Regions from separate parts of the Sus scrofa genome. Here region 2 is linked to region 1. The links are chromatin contacts, called in public HiChIP or PLAC-seq maps. All regions are on one chromosome and are shown on one strand. Each heading gives the region's core, a stretch centred on a gene start, on an enhancer-like site or on the middle of the called end of the contact. The rest is flanking DNA. Distances are from core to core; before and after follow the strand shown. Region 1 has its middle 120 kb from the start of JUN. Region 2 overlaps LOC102165506 (a long non-coding RNA gene).

Region 1 (5,405 bases), core at 1,190-3,689:
TGACTGAGTTATCACTGCAGACGGCACCCTTGAACCCATGGGGGAGAGGCACAGGCAGGAAGAGCTTAGCTCGGCCTAAAGGAGAATCTTCTAAACCTGTGTTCTACGTATGGTAGACACTAGCTAGATGTGGCCATGGGGTGCCTGAAATGTGGCTAGTCTGGATTTTAAAGACAATAATAAAAAAAGGTAAAATATCGCCATCATTTTTTATTGGTTCCATACTGAAATGTTATTTTTAGATCCATTGAGGGTAAATAATATATATTGTTAAAATGAATTTTGCCTGTCCTTTTTAGTTTTTTTCTTGTGGCTTCTAGAAAGCTTAGAGCCATACTTGGGGCTTGCAGTATCTTTCGATTGGGCAGTGCTGTTCTAACCAGTGCATTTGTACAACAATGGAACAAGCTGTCTGGCCAGGTAGTGAGCCTCTCATTCATGGAGATGTTTTAAAAAGTTGTTGTTCATAGAAGTCTTATAGTTAGTGGGATAAACTCTGTAATCCTTTAATTCTGCTTCAGTTGTGGTTCCCAGCTGTGAGTCTCCGAGGAGCACTTGCCTCTTAGACCATGAAAAGATGTTACAGGAAAAAAGACTGATGGTCCATTTAATATGGGAAATTCTTGGTTGGAAAAAAAAAAAAAAAGTTAAGTTTTTCTCACTCCAGGACTTCACAGAATTTCTAGATACAAAATTACACTGTGGGTCTTTATGACAGGGACACTGTAGTCAGCATTCCCCATATTAAATTGGTCACAGAACATGACCAGGAAATAATTTATTATTAAGTTCATTCCTTAAGAATTGCTGGCCTCAAGTTCTTAAAAAAATTAAAATAAATAAATAAATAGATTCGGGAGCTCCCATTGTGGCTCAGTGGTAATGAACCTGACTAGTATGCATGGAAAGAGGATTCGCTCAATCCTTGGCCTTGCTCAGTGGGTTAAGGATCCAGCATTGCCATGAGCTGTGGTGTAGGTCGAAGATGCGTCTCAGATCCAGCGTTGCTGTGGCTGTGGCGTAGGCCGCCAACTGTAGCTCTGATTCAACCCCTAGCCTGGGAACTTCCATATGCCATGGGTGTGGCCCTAAAAAGACACTAAAATAAATTAAAAAACAAAACAAAACAAAACCAACAATGAAAAAACAACCAACTGAACAGAAAAACAAAAAACAAAACAAAACAAAACAAAAACCAAAACAAAACCACAGGTTGTGTTATCAAACAGGACTGAGTTAAATTTCTGGCTCAAGTCCTAGATGACCTTTGACATGCTATTTCACTTCAGTAACTGTAAAATGAGAGGAAGACTATTCACCTCAGTGTAGCTTTGAGGGTTACACTGAAAAAGTATATAGAAAATTCAGCGTCATGCCTGAGGCATAGTAGGTATTCAAAAATTGGCAGCTCTAATTAGCTAAAGCCTGAGTGGCTTAACTAAAGCTAAGCTCACACAAGAAATGACGGTGCTGGGAGAGATAAAAGAGCGGTTTGAGATTAACACTACTATATATAAAATAGATAACTAACAAGGACCTTATAGGTTTGTAATATCCTATGAGGGGAAAGAATCTGAGAAAAGATTCTGAAAAGAGTCTGAAAAAATATGTGTACACACACACACGTTTATAACCGAATCACTTTTCTGGACACTTGAAACTAAAACAACATTGTGAATCAACTATATTGCAATTTAAAAATCATTTAAAAAAAAGGAAAAAAAGAAATGACAGTATTAAACCTTGAGTTTCCTTCTCTGGGTCTTTCTGGTTCACCTCACCTCTCTTTACTAAATCAACAGCAAAGAAACCCAGTTCATGAAAGGAGATGGAAAGTCTCTTCAAATCTGGTGTGATTTTATAGGTCAAGTCGGTTTTAAACAGGAGACAACCATTTCCTTCTCTCCCTCCAGCCTTGTCCCCTCTATGTCAATCCCGGCCAAAGGAAGCGGCAGGGGGGCCTGGCGGGCTCCCCTCTCCTCCCCGCCTCCTCCCAGTTCCTGTTCCTGTGGTTCTCCGAGCCCCCAGCAGATGGGCCGCCCTTATCAGCCAGCTCCAGGCCAGAGGAGGAATCCTCAGGTCACATGCGGCTCCCCGCAGGGCAGGAGACCTTGTAAATAAGCACAACCCCAGCAGAGGAGGGAGGAGGGTCGCTGGAAAAGAATCCTTGACATTTTGGTGACTGGGCCGGGATTAAAGGCCACCAGGCCTAGCTCTTATTGGCCATTTCTGTGAGGAGTTGCCAATCCCTGGATTCAAGGCAGCCTTTAAATAGCCCTGGGAGCTGGGGCATTCCCAGTGTGCTTCTGCCTTGATCCAGGCCTAATCCCTTGCCCAGGACTGACCTTTCACAGTTTACAGAGCACTTTATCTCTTGGCTCAGTGGTGTCTCACAGGGCTCTGCTGAGAGAAGGGACTAGATCACTGCCCCCAACTTCTAAATGAGGAAACTGAGGCTTGGACCCTGAATGACTTCCTCCTGGCTACACAGCTGGCAGCGGTCGAGTCTGGGCTGAGATCCACATCTGTTCGGGCACCAAATCCAGAGGTCTGCCCATCACACCAGTGTCCTCCATTGTGGTCTTCCTTTGTGCCCAGCATCTGTGCCCCGACCCGCCCCCCTACCGCCCCACCACCACCGGGAACCCACATTCCCAGGAGGAGTGAGTGCCAAATGGGTGGATTTCAACATAATTCAGTGAATGAAGCCAGTCCAAAAACGGTCATACTCTATCATTTCCTGCATCTAGAACTCTAGAAAACGCAGGCTGATGTACAGGGTTAGAAAGCAGATGGGCCGTGGTTGGAGAAGGGAGGGAGGAGGGGAGAATGCAAGGGGACAGGAGGACACTTGGAGGTGGGGGTGATGGGTTCACAGGTGTGTAGGTAGTGAATTGTGTGCTTCAATTCACACAGCTTATTGCACTCAATGATACCTCCATAAAGCTATTAAAAAAGAGAAAGAGAAGAGAAGAAAAAGAATGCAGGAGTTTGGCAGAGTAATTAAAGAACCCTGAGAAGACTTAAAAGGGTACACAGAGTTCCACAGGCACTTGGGAGAGAAGAGATTCTTCTCTGAGTTGTAAAGATCAGGAAAGTGTTCTTGGAACAGGTGTCCGATGTGGCTCTAGGATGGACAGGGAGGTGTGAGGTCAAGGAAGATGAAGGTGGACGATGCAAGGAGTTGAGGGAATAGAGCGGGGTGTGCTCTTCCTCCCCATCCCCCACTTTCTTCTGGATCCTTAAAGGCCTGAGGTTAAAACAGCCGCAATTCTCTCTTTTCTTCAGAAAGTCAGACACCTGCCCTACTTGGCGGGCAGCTGCTTTTGCTAATAAGACTCCTGCCCTTCTCCCTCCCCCACTGTGCAGCTCATCCCTTTAGGTCTGGCTGGGCCCCCTCCCTGCCCTCTCCGATTTCCTCTCTTAACTGAACTGCCAAGTGCTTGCTGGGTGAGCCATCGACAGCCCCAGCTCCCAGGGCCCCGGGCACCCTTATTTCAGTCCCTTCCAAATCTCGCAAAAAGAAGGAGGTTTGGGGGGATGCATGTGGGTGTGTGATGCGATTCTAGGTACAAAATGAAAATAGCTTTTTTTTCCCTTTCGTAACCTTTGGCTTAGTAAATAGACAATCACTGGAAAATTTTGAATAATGACTTTCTTCAACGATATTGTCATACAGCAAGAAGAAACTCAAGCATCGTTACACTGGTGCACACTGATTATGGTTAATCTGGTCCAGAAGCAATTTGGTTGGCTGCTGTTATAGTTTGTAAAACATTAACTTGGGTTTGGATGATCCTGTTATTCATGACTCCACATAAGGGACCCTTCCAATGATGAATGGAACCACATATGAAATTGTGGGTTAGCTCTTGCTTTTCAGTTTCCTTGGCATGTGTGTTGATTTGAAACTGCCCCCTTTTAAAAATTGCCTTATTAATTAAATAACCCAGTCAGCCACATTCCCTCCTCCTAATTCAGCGCTCAAATGTAAGCTTAGTTCTGGAGTCAGCTTTCTAACCTTGGCTTAAGGGACATTAGTCACTGGGAGCAAAATGTGGCATCTGAACAGCTGTTCCAGGCATTCAGAGTCCAGGTTTGGAGACAGTTGGGGAAGGGAACCAAGAGTTATTTACCTAATACATACCCTGTGCAGGCTTTTTTTTTTTTTTTTTCCAGGGCCACACCTGCAGCATATGGAAGTTACCCTGGCTTGCAGAAATGCAGGATCCTTAACCCAATGAGCTAGGCCAGGGATTGAACTTGCAACCTCAAGGAGACTAGTCAAGTTTATCACCCGCTGAAACATGACAGGAACTCCTTGCTTTTTTTTTTTTTTTTTTTTTTTTTTTTGTTTAGCAGCCCCGTGGCATATGGAGTTCCCAGGTCAGGGATCAGATCTGAACCACAGTTGCAACCTACACTGCAGCTATGGTAATGCCAGATCCTTTAACCTACTGTAATGGACCAGGGATCGAACTTGTGTCCTGGCACTGCAGGAACTCCCCTGTACCAAGCATTTTTATAAAACATTGCTCTTTCAATTCTCTGAACAGCCCATTAATGTGTTCTTTGGCTGGTTTAAGATCTATCTTCTCCAGGCACAGCAAGGTTAGGAACTTGTCAGAAATCACACAGCTCCTGAGTGGTAGAGCTGGGACTTCAACCAAAACAATTTGATTCCAGAGCTCATACTCTTGAATGCTGACCTATACCTACCTGGTTTAGCCCTCCCAAACCCAAGACCTTATTATTGACTATTATTATCAGAACTCTTTTCCAGGTGGAAACTAAAAGCTCAGAAAAGTAATTTCCCCACATAAACTATATGCAGATCCATTTGAAATCTGTGCTCCTGGGCAAGTCGCTTTGCCCATCTATCCATCCATCCATGCATCCATCCATCATCTGCCCATTCATTAATTCAACAGGTAATGGCAAGAGCTTATTTTGTCCCAGAGACTGTCATGTCCCTAGAGATGAAAAGATGTATAAAATATGGCCCCTGCTCTTCAAGAACTCATCATCCAGCAAGGAAGGGAAACACCTAAACCACAATTAGAAACATGATTGCAGGATGAGAGGCACCTAAGAAGTCTATAAAAAGAGCTCTGGGGACTTAGAGGAAAAAGTATCCAATTGCTTAGTGAAGTAAAGCAAGGAAAGCTCTAGAGAGGAGACATCACATCAATAACTATATGCTCTCCAGGTAGAGAAAGGGTGGGGTTGTTTAGGCAGAGAGAGCATCAAAGGCAACCCGTGATATAGTATGGTAACAGCTCAGATAGTGAGTGCCCAGCACCTGCTTTCAGGGCCCTGTTTATAATTCCCACCACTCTGTGAGGCAGGTACTTCTGTTTGGACCACTTTACCAAAGAGGAAACCCGGGCACATAGAGATCTTGC
Region 2 (6,028 bases), core at 3,230-5,729, 180 kb after region 1:
CAAAATCCATCCTCTAAAACACCTCCAGGAAGTGAGACGGAAAAGCACAACTTTCTCTTATTTCGTAGGTGAAGCTCAAATCTCACCTAGAGACTGAGTTCAAACCTCCAGCCTGAGACTTTGGACCAGCCCTTCACATCCTCCGAGCCCCAGTTTCCTCATCTGTAAAATGGGCATCGTAGAAACCTCCCTGCCTCCAGGATCTCGGTGAGGATTAGAGGCAGTGTCCTGCACCTGGCCTGGTGCATGGCAAGGACTCACACACGGCCAGTGCTTGGCAGTACTAGTATGGCTGCTGTCATGTCCCAGAATAAAGCTATGTCCCTGGTTTCCTCAAAACTCATTTCTTTGACATGTAGGCCTTTTGTAAATGTGAACTTTTCCCTTTCTGTAGACTTCCCATGGTGATCTGGCCCCTTTATCTACAGAGGTGTCAAGGAATCTTTGTGAATCAGCCATCAAGTGTAGGCTGCTTGATGTGACTGGGGGATTAACTTACAAGTGACTAATTTTTGGAGGTGCAATTTTGTACCTTCCCACCAGTGGCACTGGGTACTGTGGCTGGGTGTAATTACTGCTGATGAGTTTACTGAGGGGCTCATTAAAGTGTCGGTATTAATATCCATATGAATACTTTCAACAAAACCTTTTGTTCTTGGAGGAGGCGGTGTGGGAGGTAGTTACAGGAACTGTCCTGCTTTTCCAAATTTAATTGTCTAAATACAGTGCTGTCTCAGCAATTCAGAACAATTTTTTTTTCACCCTCTCTTTCCTTTTTCATAGGGCTCTGCCAAAAGCCTACTTTGGCAATAGGAATGATTAGTTTGTGTTTCAATAAACTTGCTCCATCAGAGTCACTTTATCCCAGCAGGGCACGGGGAGTTGAAATGTGCTCTCTTTAACCAGGGTGAACTGCTATTTATTGGAGATGAGTCTGGGGCAGGAGCTGTGGGAGTATGGATAAAGAGGAGCTTAACAGCTCATAAGCAAGTCTTCTTTCTTTTAGCTGATGCTTTGGGCTACCCATGAATGTCAGGGTCACAGTCTCCCTAAAGACCCACCCCCTTTTCCCAGTCTGCTGAATTATTCATGGCTAACATTGCTCTGAGTGTTTGCCGTGGTGCCAAGCTTTGCTAAGTTAATTCTCAGAAGAACACACAGAACTATTATCAGCGGTCTCATTTTGCACATGGAGAAACTGAGTCTCAGAGAAGTTAAGTCATTTGCCCAGGTTCACAAAGAAATCAAGTGGTAGCATCAGTATGGAAACCCAGGTTTGTCTGATTCCAGAGCTCAGCTCTTAACCACACTCCTCTGCTGTCTGCAGCAGTTTGGTGGTTCCTGGCATCCCACCCTCAGGCTTGCATGGGGGTTTTAGAATTTTATAACTGGGAGGTCTTGGTTTGCCTGAGAATGAAGGGGTTCTTGTGATAGGCTTTCAGTTTTAAAACTTGGACAGTCCCAGTCAAACCAGGATGAGTTGGTCATCTCCTACAGCTGTCAGGTTGGCCAAAGAGGTAAGAGGTGCAAAAGCTTCCAGACTAGGATGAGGACTCAATACCTCTTCCTCTCTAAATATGTAGATGAGGAAACTCTGGGAGAGGGGTCATGACTTACCCAAGGTCACACAGCTCTTTAGTAGACAGAGCAGGAAATGGAAAATAGATCTTAATATTTTCATGCCATTTCTTTCCTCCAATGAGTGAAGCTGCAGAATTTAAGTCAAGTAGCATTTATTGAGCTCTGGGCTGTGGCAAGCAGCTGGGCTGTGGCTTAGCAAAAGCCCAAGAGAAATAGGAAGCTTCTAAGCAGTGCTGTCTAATGGAAACCTCCATGATGCTAAAAATGTTCAGTATCTGTGCTGCCCAATACGGCGTTGCCTAGCCCTGTGTGGCTAGTGTGACTGAGAAAGTGAATTTTATTGAATATTAATGTAACAGCCACTTATGGCAAGTGGCTACTGTATAGCACAGATCAAACAAATATGATTAGTGTTTCAGAGACATTTTCTTTCTCTAAGAGAACAGATTCGATAGTGGGTTCACTCTTGAAGATGAAATCATTTCTTGTTTTTAAAGCGAAGGGACGATGGGAACAGAAAGGAAGTACCACGTAAGGATGGCACCCTGGGTACCAGGACTAAAGTAAACATTAACTCCCGTGTTGTGGAGGACCATGGCCAGCGATGCTGTGTTTCTAACTGGCTTCCAAGTGATGCCAACGCTTCTGGTTTAGAGACCCCACTAGGTAGCAAAACCCTGTCTCTCTTAAAAAGCAAAACTTCCTCCCTTCCTTCCACTGCCAAGAAACACTTACAAGATACCTATGGAGAGGAAGAGACATTACCAGTTGTTAAGAAATTACGAAAACTCTGAGGAAGAGAGAGTTCCCTTGTGGACTTGAAAGAGGACACCTCTACCACTGGAGCTTTGAGGGCCAATCACACATCAGTTTCATCAAATGCTATAAAATCAACCAGGAGAGGATGGGGACACAAAGAACGTGTACTTCGGAATGAGGCCAGTTTGGGAAGGATCTCACTTCTGCTCCTTATCATCAATGTGACCTCATGCAAACCGCCACCCTCTGTTCATCCTTCTGAGCTTCCAGTTTCACCCTCCACCCTGGGGAAAATGAGGGTAATTCATGGTGATGGAGATGGTGGAAGAGAAATCACGTGTGTCAAGGGCTTGACTGAGCACACACTTCACGTGGCTTCCTCCTTCCCTCTCTCCCTCCTTCTCACGTCTCCTTTTTCTCTCACATCTCTGGGAGGTCTCCTCCAAAGGCCACTCTGAAGGGTAGAGAGACAATGGCATCTGGACTCAGGTCGATCCATCTAGTCTTTATCCCAGTTGGCCACTTTCGCCTATGAGCTCCAGCCAGGCCAGGAGTTCCATGCAAGGCTAGGACCCACTACTTCTTTTTACCTAGCACAGAAATTTCTTCATGCCCTCTTCACCATCTTATCTCTGTATGGATTGGAAACACAGAGAAGATGGGGGAGGATGAGAAAGAGAGAGAGAGAAGAAGGGAGAGAGACGGGGGGAGAGAAGGTGGGGGAGAGAGAGGAGGAGAGAGAGAGAGGAAGAGGGGGGGATAGAGAGGGGGAGGGAGGGAGCCAGAGAGAGAAAGGGAGAGAAGGAGGGGGAGACTGAGGGAGTGAGAGAGAGAAAAACATGTCTAATCACTAAATTGGGTCTGTGCTGAAATCCAAATAAATTAAGTTTTAAAGAAACGAAGTATGTGATTTCCTTGACAGGAAGCGGAGTTCACATGAAGGGCCCATGTTTTAAATGACTGTGATGACTTTTTGTTTGCACCTCCGAAGAGTCTTAGCAGCAAGACTAGAATGTTATTCTAAGAAGAGGGCAACTTTCTTCAGCAACTGTCCCCCTGGAGGGATGGTGACCCTACACTCCATTTTCCAACGTTCATCTTTCCCACGTCCCTGGTGGGGGTGAGGGGGGTCTCTTCACCAGGGTCCATCAGACTCCCAGCCAGCTGACTGGCTGGACTAGTCATTTGAACCCTCCTGGTTGTCTATGACCTGTCTGAGCCACCTACTGAACTGTAACCTGCTGGGTTAGCTATGTACTACCCCGGCAGTGTTTGGCATACACTTAGAGTTCAATAAATATTTGTTAAACATTTATTGAGTTCATTGTTTTGATAATCCCTAGGACAGTAGATTGCAGTATTGATTCCAATTCTTCAATCCATACTACCCTTCATCTCTGCCATGGCTAAGCTCCTGCTACGCCCCTTCCCCCCAGCCCCCAGAGTTTCTGATGCTATAGGTCTGGGGTGACGCCAGAAAAATCTCAACTATAAAAAGGGCTTAAGAAAAAGCTCCAAAGCATGCATTCTTCTTTAACACCAAAGGAAAAAAGAAAGAAGACCCGTCTTGATGAGCTTCCTATTTCTTTTTCTTCGATAAACTTGCAAAGAAGACTAGATTAAGATAAAAGTTGGACAAAGGCCACCCAGAAAGGAGAGCTCAGCTTTTAACGGTCCCTCAGCCTACATCTGATTAAGGACTGCCCTGTGACTGGAAAGCGTTTCTCCTCCCAGGCCCCGCTGGACCCAGATGTTCCCAGGCTGCGCCCCAGGCCTCACAGGGCTGGGCCTTTTCAGGGTCCGGGGTCCAGGTTGGGGGCCTGGGGATGCTGAGCTCCTGTCACCTCCCTCTCCTCCCAGCCTCCTTCCTTCCTTCTCTCCTGGCAGCAACTGTATCCTGTTGCTCTGAGCAAGGGCCCACAAGAAAGGCCAGTGGCAAGTTATTGTGCTGGGAATGAAGACAAATGAATCCCTTTTCTGTAGGGCTCCTGGCATCCGGTGGGAGGAAGGAAAGGACAATGCTTGGAGGGAGCTGGCTGGGCTGACCCCCTCCTGTTGGCTCTCCCCTCCCCTTTCCGGTGCAGCGTTTGTCAGCCCCAAAGCCTCCACTTCCTGAGCAATCATTAGATGCACGCGTGAGGTATGTGGTTCCCCAGTGCCCAGGCAGATTCCTGGCCCAGCCTCAGGAAGTGCAGGCAGAGTCCTGGGCTGGGACCCTGAAACGGAGAGAGTCTTGGCGGCTTCTCACCCCCCCTGCTACCCTGACTACTGCCAAATCACTTCCCATCCCTGGGCCTCTGTTTGGCATGCTTATAAGTGCCTTCTGTCTGCCTGAAACTGCTGTCTGCATCAGTGCTTCCCAAACCTCCGTGGGCACCAGAATCCCCTGGAGGGGGGCTTGGGAGCCTTGCACTCTGAATGCGCCAATCCTGCGTCTGGGCACACAGAGCAGACATTTCATCACTGGAAACGTTCTGGGATGACGCCCGGCCCCCTAGATGAAAGGATTCTCTCTCCCCTCACCTGGCTCTTTTCTAACTCTTTCCAATGAATTGGTACATGAGAGGTTGGAGGCACAGGGATTCCAGAAGTGCTAAGAGGTTGGGCAGAGACACAGGATGTTTTTAGGGAGTGCCTTGGGTTCAACACCTGTGGAAGAGGGCAAGGGCAAAAGTGGGACTAGCCAAGTGAGAAGGCACTCCACAGATGCCGAAAGTTAGGTCGGGATGACCAAGTCTCAGCACCCCTGAATCAAGCCGTCACTGGATTGGGCAGCCCCAGGAAGGGCTGTGACCTTTGCGGGCGGCTGGGGGGCAGTGGTTTTCCACAGCTGAAGCATCTGTGAGGGCTGTCTGTCTGCCCATGGCACTCCCAGCAGCTGGAGTCTTTAATGACCAGTTCTTCAGCCAAAGGGGATCTGGGTGGTTTAACACAGCATCCACCCAAATGTGGAAGGGCAATTCTGATGAAATGACATAAAGAACCAATGAATGTTTTTGAAGATGAGTAGTCAATGATTATGTTTTAAACCCCTGATCTTTCTAGGGCATTTTATATTTTTCGAAACATTCTCCCATATAAAAGCTTATTTATGATTTCCATTCTGGGTTCTGCAGGCAGGCTGGAGAGCCCTAGGTTCTAAAGGAAAAAGCACTGGATTTGGGGCAAGTGAGAATGCCCGAATCCCAGTTCTGCCACTGTTTGGCTGGGAGTCCCTGAGCAAGGTTCTCCTGTTTTCTGGGTCTACTCTGTGAAAAGGAAATGATCACACATAATTCACAGACTGGCTGTAAGGATTTAATTAAGGAAGAGATGTAAAACAGAGTGTCTGGCACGTGGTCAGAACTCAAGAAATCGTTAACAACACCAAAAACAACTTCAAAAAAAAAAAAAAAAGCAACAATACACATTATCTTCCCATTTTGCAAACAAAAGTATCCAGACCTATAAAGGTAAGCGTCTTCCTAAGAACTCACAGTGGACTATAGGTAGATCCAAGATCTACTGTGTATCCCCTACTGACCTCAGTGCTATGTGGCCCCACAGCTTTTCACCATAACTACAGAACCTATAGAGGTTGCACAACGTTTGAGGGGTCAATTCAGGTGTTCTGTTTATAGTTAGCACTGGAAGGAGTCTTAGAGATTATCTCATTGCAACCTTCAGAAATTCAGGGCTCTCCGTGGCC

The links. HiChIP or PLAC-seq counts read pairs in DNA pulled down with a chosen protein or histone mark.
Region 2: a contact with region 1 is called in an H3K27ac HiChIP or PLAC-seq map of skeletal muscle. The contact joins two enhancer-like sites. A contact is called at or near these places in 2 of 2 datasets of contacts at active chromatin or transcription factors (alveolar macrophages and skeletal muscle).

Annotation. Positions count from the first base shown.
Region 1 is chr6:153,564,490-153,569,894 of Sscrofa11.1, reverse strand. No RefSeq gene overlaps it. Among named protein-coding and RNA genes, the nearest start is that of JUN, 120 kb to the left of the region's middle. Within about 2 kb of position 2,439, at least 39 of the 83 cell types and tissues checked have an H3K27ac peak or open chromatin away from gene starts, as enhancers often do. A contact at or near this core is called in skeletal muscle, where this site is marked.
Region 2 is chr6:153,390,887-153,396,914 of Sscrofa11.1, reverse strand. All of the region lies in intron 3 of LOC102165506 (a long non-coding RNA gene), which reads right to left. Among named protein-coding and RNA genes, the nearest start is that of FGGY, 180 kb to the right of the region's middle. Within about 2 kb of position 4,479, at least 16 of the 83 cell types and tissues checked have an H3K27ac peak or open chromatin away from gene starts, as enhancers often do. A contact at or near this core is called in skeletal muscle, where this site is marked.